Regions from separate parts of the Gossypium hirsutum genome. Here all the other regions are linked to region 1. A link is a contact called in public Hi-C data. All regions are on one chromosome and are shown on one strand. Each heading gives the region's core, a stretch centred on a gene start, on an enhancer-like site or on the middle of the called end of the contact. The rest is flanking DNA. Distances are from core to core; before and after follow the strand shown.

Evidence for each region. A called contact is a pair of places that touch in the nucleus more often than the background predicts.
Region 2: a contact with region 1 is called in a Hi-C map of leaf, with 2.5 times the contacts expected there. The contact joins the promoter of LOC107918439 here to the promoter of LOC107920254 in region 1. A contact is called at or near these places in 8 of 34 Hi-C or Micro-C datasets (anther, callus, hypocotyl and 1 more).
Region 3: a Hi-C map of leaf shows a contact between it and region 1, with 2.1 times the contacts expected there. The contact joins the promoter of LOC107919814 here to the promoter of LOC107920254 in region 1. A contact is called at or near these places in 2 of 34 Hi-C or Micro-C datasets (both in leaf).

Annotation. Positions count from the first base shown.
Region 1 is chrD13:27,123,735-27,126,434 of Gossypium_hirsutum_v2.1, reverse strand. LOC107920254 (protein SLOW GREEN 1, chloroplastic) reads left to right here and starts at 1,327. Exons shown (of 1, transcript XM_041108566.1): 1 at 1,327-2,700. The coding sequence starts at 1,587. The coding sequence ends at 2,618.
Region 2 is chrD13:27,656,605-27,659,304 of Gossypium_hirsutum_v2.1, reverse strand. It overlaps LOC107918439 (protein FAR-RED-ELONGATED HYPOCOTYL 1-LIKE), which reads right to left and starts at 1,313. Exons shown (of 3, transcript XM_016848004.2): 1 at 1,159-1,313; 2 at 1-59. The coding sequence starts at 1,202.
Region 3 is chrD13:27,927,978-27,930,677 of Gossypium_hirsutum_v2.1, reverse strand. LOC107919814 (E3 ubiquitin-protein ligase PRT6) reads right to left here and starts at 1,363. Exons shown (of 17, transcript XM_016849187.2): 1 at 814-1,363; 2 at 1-646. The coding sequence starts at 867.

The DNA of each region.
Region 1 (2,700 bases), core at 78-2,577:
ATTTTTTTAAAATTTTCATCTTAAAATTATATTTTAAAATAAATAATATTATAGATAATATTTAAATTAAATAAAATGGTTTATTATTTAATTAAAATTCTTATTTAATTAAATATTAATATAAATTTTAAAACATCTGATTATCTAATTAAAATTATAATAAAATTTAATCATTAAATATAATAATTATCCAAATTATTATATTTAATTTTATTATTTCAAAATTTTCTTAATTAATATTAATTATTTATTTATTTCTATAATATTTTAAAATTATTATTTTTGGTTTAGCTTAAAAGAATTAGTTTTTTTTTACTTATTTCACGTAAAATTAGGATAATTAATGTTAACATAAGATAAATAATTTTTTATTCAAAAAAGTAAAGTAATTCTGAAAATATAATAATATTTATTTAAATGTAAATTACTTTTTGTATTATTTTTAAAACGTAATCCTAAAAATTATGATAATAAAGATTTTGAAAAATTGAATCTAATGGATAAAAAATATTTAAATAAAAGAGAAAAACTATAAAACTTGAATAAAAAATTTTAGATGCGCCACTTGTCCTAAATGTAGTGTATGCATGTTGTTATATTAAATATATATAGGATACTTAATTTTACCATAAGAAAAATAATTTTTTATTCAAAAATAAAATAAAAGCAAGCCTAAAAATATAATCAAATATATTTAATGACCTTTTGTAATATTTTTAAAACATAATCTAGAAATTACATTGATAAAAATTTTGAAAAAAAGTCTAATTTCAAGGATAACAAAATATTAAATAAAAAATTATAGATGTGCCACTTGTCGCAAACGTAATTTATGTACCTTATTATATTAAATATATGTGATATGATATGATATGATATGATATGATATGGAATACATTAAATTTGTTAATGTTATAATATATGAAATATGTAATCTTCAATTTTAATAAAAAATTATAACCGACTCAAATGTAAAGCATTCTTATTTTTCACGTGTTATTATTATTACTATGGTGCCATTTTATTATTATTTCGATATTAACAAATATTAGACTTAAATTATAGAACAAATATAATAAAATAATTTATGGTAGCCATTGTTAATATTATGATATATAAATTTTAAATTTTAAATATTTTTAAGGAATTAATATAATATAATTTTTATATATAAATTATATTTATCTTTTAAAATTTAATATAGATTATTCCCAAATTTATAATCTAATACTCAAATTTGCTAAATTTTGGTTTAACTCGAAAAGTTTATTTATAACTTTTAATTTTAATTTTGGTAAATTAATATAGTTTATTTATAACTGTCTATTCATTATTGCTTTGGGCTTGAAACACTTGCTTATTGGTACAATGGCCTTAAATGTATTTTACAAACTTGAGGGAGGGTTAATTTTATGCTTATCGGGCTTCAATTTCACGTCCAACCAAATGAACGCGGCCATTTAGAACAAGAAACCGCAAATTCTGGAATCCTCAGTGATTGAGGGGCTTCGAACTTCTCTGCTTTATCTTCAATCAGGGTTTTAGAGAAATAAAAAAGCACAAAGCCTTCTCTTTTTCACTAAGAAATGGAGTCTCTTACTAAACTACACTGCCGTCTTCAACCTCTGCATCTCTCTTTCAATCACCACCGTCCGTCATTTGCTAAACCCATATCATCTTCTGTGTCTTTCAGGCCTTCATCGTCATCGTCACCGTTCAAATTAACCTCCATCAGAGCTTCATCTTCCTCATCATCTTCATCAGTTCCGCTCCATCAAACCCCCAAACCTTCCCTCCTCCAAACGCTAGCCCCTCTACTCAAAACCACTTGCATTACCATAACTGCCGCCGCCGCACTCCTGTTCATGCGCTTCCACCAGAAACCCGCCCTCGCCGCCACCCCAACGTTAACACCCACGGTAGAGCCTGCCTCAACGGACTCGAATGTCTCCTTAGAAGATCAAGAGAAAACCATTGAGGAACACTTGACTCAGTACCCAAATGACGTTGAAGCTCTACAGTCACTCATGGAGGTCCGAATCAAATCAAGAAAACTCCCACAAGCTATGGAAGTTATCGACCGTTTGATTCAGCTCGAGCCCGAAGACACCGAATGGCCAATGTTAAGAGCCCAAATTCATAGCTACAGTGGCGATTTCGAGCTAGCCAAGAACGAGTTCGAAGAGATATTAGCTAAAGACCCAGTTCGTGTCGAGGCTTTTCACGGCCTTGTAATGGCTTATTCGGAGTCGGGTCAAAAGTTGAAAGAGCTGGAAAAAAGAATTGAAGGGGCGATGGAGAAGTGCAAGAAAGAGAAGAAAAACAAAGATTTTAGAGATTTTAAGTTATTAATTGCACAAATTCGGGTGATTGAAGGGGACCATTTGGAAGCTTTGAAGGTTTATGAGGGTTTAGTTAAGGAAGAACCAAGGGATTTTAGGCCATATTTGTGTATGGGAATTATTTACTCTTTAATGAAGAAGAAAGATGAGGCTGAGAAGCATTTTGAAAAGGTTAAGAAACTTGTTCCTAGGAATCACCCTTATAGAGAGTACTTTGTTGATAACATGGTGGCCACAAAGCTTTTCTCTGGAAGGGCTGAGAGGGAAGGCGCTTGAAAGAGTTGAGGCACATTTGCTTTGCTTGAATGATGGTTTTTACAAAAAGGTGCCCTTTTTTGTTATATTTTTAAACAGTCAC
Region 2 (2,700 bases), core at 64-2,563, 530 kb before region 1:
CAGGCTCTAATTTCCTTTTTTTGTTCAAATCAACAATGTTGATCGACTTCTCGAGAAAGCTGAAAATGATAATAGAATTGGGAATAAGTTAAAGAGGGAGTAGCTATATATATATATATCTCCAAAATGAAGAGGAGGGAAGGTAACCTACTTAGAAGATCGATTTCTTTCTAATATGCTGATTGAATGTTATAACAAACAAAAGCATCCAAGATGGCTAGGCCATTGATCATTATTGGTTCAAGGTTTTAAACGAGATCAACAAGGTACCTAAAATCCGATATAATATATGTCATGACTCGACTTGCTGGGCCATGTTCTGAGACACAAATAGGAATTGTTCTCTTCGAGTCTTGGTATCCATTTTGTAGAGTGCATTCTTTTGCATGTGAAGATGCGAGTTTAAATATGTGGAGATACATCTAAAGGTAACAAAACCTTGAGGGGCCTATAAATGATTAGCACAAGCGTAAATGACAATATCAAGGAATTAATAGTAATTTTCTCAATTATGAAAATTGTTAATTTGTCCCATATGGTTAGGTCTTGAAACTTCAAGTTAAAGGCTTCAACAAGTTCGAGCTTTGCTGAATTAGTGAGGACTTTATGGTATAGAGGATCATATCATTTATGTACAGCAGCAAAGTGAATGGTGTACGGTACCTCCTAATGCCATTAAAAAGCAATGAACAAAAATGAATAATTGACATCAACCATGACCTTAAATAAGTATTATGTAAGTTTATAAAAGGTTCTTTCTTTCACATCTGAAAATAGCAAGTGAAACAGAGAATATTCATTACCATAATTTGTAAAAATTTCCCTCAAAATATATACTGTGAAGCTAAAAGGGTAGAAGTAAAAGAACCCCACTAAGCAAAGAGAAGCACAGATGGTAAACGACAGTTGCAGAACTACTAAACAGCAAAGGATCAGATTAGATATATTAACTAACGCCCACAATATGTACCAAAAAAAAACTAACACCCACACACAAAATCCTCTTAAATTAGTAAAAATGTTAGCTGATCCACTAACATAGAAAAACAAGTCGCAAGGGATGTTGATATCGAAAAAAGATTCCATGATTCCAAGAGAATAAACTACAAAGTACATGCAATCAAAGCAGGTAAGAAATTAAAGACCCAGAAACGGAACCTCTTAATCTGAGATGGGTTGCTGGTTTCATTATTTGTTTCCATTTTCTGCCGGAAAATCTTCGACTCTCAGTTGAGGCTAAAGGAGGAAACTTTAACTAAAGGACTACCTTTTTCTCCTCGTTTGTGGATATCCGATAATAAATCCGCCATTTTTTCACTTCTCATAAAGTTGAAATTTTCATCGATCCTCGGTATGTGAGCGTGGCACTACTGTAACCAATAACGTGTTAACACGTTGTTTTTGTTCATGTTAATTGTTGAAGCGTTTGTTTCGTGTTTTGAGGGAGCGCGTGAGATGATAACTCAGTAAGGACCATGCTGTGGCCACGTGAGTTTCTCGTAGTTTGCGAGATGTTTCGGTACATAGAGATCCCACTATTCAAGTTATTACTCTTTACCTGCTGATTCTTAAATTCTGAATGTTTAGTAGAAAAGTGAGACAATATAAATAAAAATAAAAATAAAAATTCGAAAAATGAATTGGATTTTCAGTAAGATTTTTTTATTAAGGGTTCAATTCGATCTGAATTAGTCTAAACATTTTTTTTGCTATTTTGTTGTATTTTTTATTGTTTTACTGTTATTTTATTATTATATTATTTCTATTTTTTTGTTATTATTTAGATAATGTAAAACTCTTGTTTTATTGTTAATCTTACGACAATTTTAGAGATATTTGTTACCTAAGTTGCAGTTATCTTAGTGTTATTTAAGTATAATAATTTTTTAATATATTTTTATTTTGTTGGGAAATATTTATTTTAATGTTTTTAGTGTATTTGATGTATTATAACTTTCAACTTTATTTTTATATAAAAATAATCTAAAAATTAACACGAGCAGGCCAGATCAGGCTCGGGTTTAGTATTTTCAATCAAGGTTGAGTGTCGATAGAATTTTAAGCTTATTTTTCAGGTCGGGTGTAACACCCTTAACCCGTATCTGTCGCCGAAATAGGGTTACGGAGTATTATCGGAGTTTACAATACAAATGAACAGAATTTCAAACATTTCAAAACATATCAATAAATACATTAAAATCAATTCAAAATATACATATTGTCCCTTATACGAGCCCTTCAGACCCAAAATACGTGTTAGAAACAAGTCGGGACTAAATTGAAAACTCAGAGAATTTTTCAGATAATAGTAAAAATTTTTAACTCTGCATGGGTCACACGGCCGTGTGGCCAGGCCATGTGGGCATTCGAAATAGGGACACACAGTCGTGTCCCAGCCCGTGTCCGTACCCATGTAACTCTTAGACTTGGTCACACGACCAAGCCACACGCCCGTGTGCTAGGCCGTGTACACTTCGAAGTAACCCCACATGCCCGTGTGCCAGGCCATGTGCTAAGCCATGTAACAGCCTGACTTGCAACCCTTTGAAAACTACAAGGGACATATGGTCGTGTGTCACACATGGCTGAGACACACGCTCGTGTCTCTGCCCATGTGAATGAAAATAGGCCATTTTACAAGCCATATTTCTCACCCAATTTGGCATCAACTTACACTCAAAAATTGTGCATGTAAACAAG
Region 3 (2,700 bases), core at 114-2,613, 800 kb before region 1:
CACAATCAGTTGCTCTCATATTTTCCTGAAATATACATTCTGCTGCGAATAGCTTGTTTTTCCAACAAATAAAGAGTGCATCAAGCACTGGACCAACAGAGTTTGCTAAGTCATCATCGAGTGGTCGAATCTGTTCAGAACCTATATGCTTCGTGCAGAACCCCTCCTGTTTCCATGCCGTTTCATCCCCACAATCACAGCAACCGCCACCGGTATAGATAATCGTATAGTCATGATCCTTGTGATTCCCATTCTGGAAACAGGGAACACAAATAGCACAAGTTGGATCATGCTCACACGTCCGGCACCTATATGCAATGTCATTCGATCCCCAAACTGCACCACAAACACCACGTTGTTCAACACTCGAGTCCTCTAGGTTTTTCAAAGTGTTTGTCGGTTCACCCTGAAACATCAGCCACTGCAACCAAACCATACTCTCACGAAATTGATTTTTCATACTTAGGCACATCCATTTCTTAGACCTTAAACTAGCATCTTGTATTGACTCAGCCACATCCTCATCTGTAGGTAAGAGTGAGGAAACTATCTCTGGCAACAATAATCCATTACCATTAACAAAATCAATTATCCCCTCATAACGCTTCTCAAGGTACTCCATTGGAATCCCTAAAGCAGCTAACCTCTGATTACAAAATCAATAGTTCTTTTCAGCAATTCAATCCAATATTAACAAATTCACAAGGTATAATTAGAAAAAAAAAGAATAATAAAATAAAATAAAGCTTCAACATTTTCACATTTTCACCTAATTGAATAATCAGAGGGAAAAAGAAAGAACAATGAACATACCCGTACGACTCGATCACGGGGCCTAATCGGCGAAGAATCGGCAGGCGATTCCATTTTATTACGGAAAATCAAATGCCAGTAACGGAGCAGCCAATCAGCGCAATACAAGCACGGCCGTAATCTGGAGCCTTCTTCACTCCCCAGGTTTACTTCAATGGATTTTATTTTATCAAATTTGAAATTACCCAAAGGAAATTATCAAGTCCTGAATTGCAGAAAATTCCCAGTCAGTCGTTCACTATGGGCATAGCATTGATGCGAACAGACCCATCGGTATTCCTCATATTTATACATACAATATATTAATTCAGTATTTATGTAAATAATAATCTCTCACTCTTGGCTTAACTGGTCTTCCTTCAAGGCGGTGGTTCAAGATTGCCTGGAATAATCTGAGAGATAGCGTGTTCTTGCTGTCCTCTATTTGGATAATAATTATAATAACAATCTCACTTCTAAAAGCTTCATTGTTGCTTAAAAACCTTTATTGATGTCTTCCGTCAGAAAGATTAACCCTTTTTTATTTTCCTTCTAGTGTTGGATTTTGGACTTGGTGGACGGTAAAACCGATCCATCCCTGTCTTATATGTGGGCTAAGAAACCCGGTCTTTAATGGCCTTTGTGACAATGGATTGCCTGCCTCCCTTCGGCTTTGCTGGGTTTAGAATATTCCACCCATCTAGACTTGGAGTAACTGCAAGAATAGTCACATAATTGTACACTGGGTTATGTTTTTAACACCCAACTATTATTCTTTTCAATTTAATCACGAAATTTTTCAAAATTAAATATTTTAACCACTCTTCCATTAATTTCGTTAACTCAGTAATCGAAGTCTAACATGGGCTTTATTTATTGGCCTAATAACAAATTCAATCTTTCAATTTATTTTTCGGTATGTAAATATATTTCATATGAATATATATTACTTTAAAGTAATTCTAATTCACAATTTACAAAAACATTTTAAAAATTTATAATATTTAGTATATTTTTTTATGAAAAATCGGTCACTTTATTGGAAAACCAAACAGCCAAACACGGGGCAAAAGTTGAATAAGAAGCCCAAAGGACAGACGCCTTCAAAAATTAAGGGGGTCTACGAGGCAACAATATTCATCAGCAGCCAGAACAACCAAATCAGGAGCTTCCTCCACCCAAAACCGATCCTCGCCTCTCTGTAACCCATCATGAGCCATTACATACGTGACCCTATTCCCAGATCTACCCACAAACTAAAAGTGACAAGCGCGGAGTGCTTTAGGAAGCTCCTTAGCTTCCCAGGTTAATGCACTAATCTCCGATAGATCCTCTACTATATCAACTAATTTCTTGATGATAGCTCTAGAATCCCCTTCTAAACTATTGAATGGAAACCCATCTCGCAAGGAAATCGGAGACCGTGGACAATTGCCAGTGCTTCAGCAGCAAATGCCAACCATACCGAACATGTAAGTCGGTTGCATGCTCTCAAAATTTGGCCCAATTCATCCCGAATAATAACTCATGAACATGATTTCCTTTGTGCAAGGATAAAACTCACGTCCGCATTTACCTTAACCATGTTCGAAGGTGGAAGAGACCATTTAACAAGAGCACTTGAATTCAAACGAAGAGAAACAGAAAGTTAAAGTCGAATATCAGGTACCTTTGGGATTGCTACAGCATGTTATGATTTCAAAGCGGAAGTGGGAACGAATTACCATGGATTCTGTGTCAGGGTTACTGTTATCTCCAAGAAAGAAAGATACCATTTAGGTTGTTGTTGATCGTTTGACTAAATCTGCACATTTTATTCCTGTGCGTACGGATTATTCACTTGAGAAGTTGGCAGAGTTATATGTTGCTGGGAAAAATTTCTTTCGTTGGTTGAATTTGCATATAATA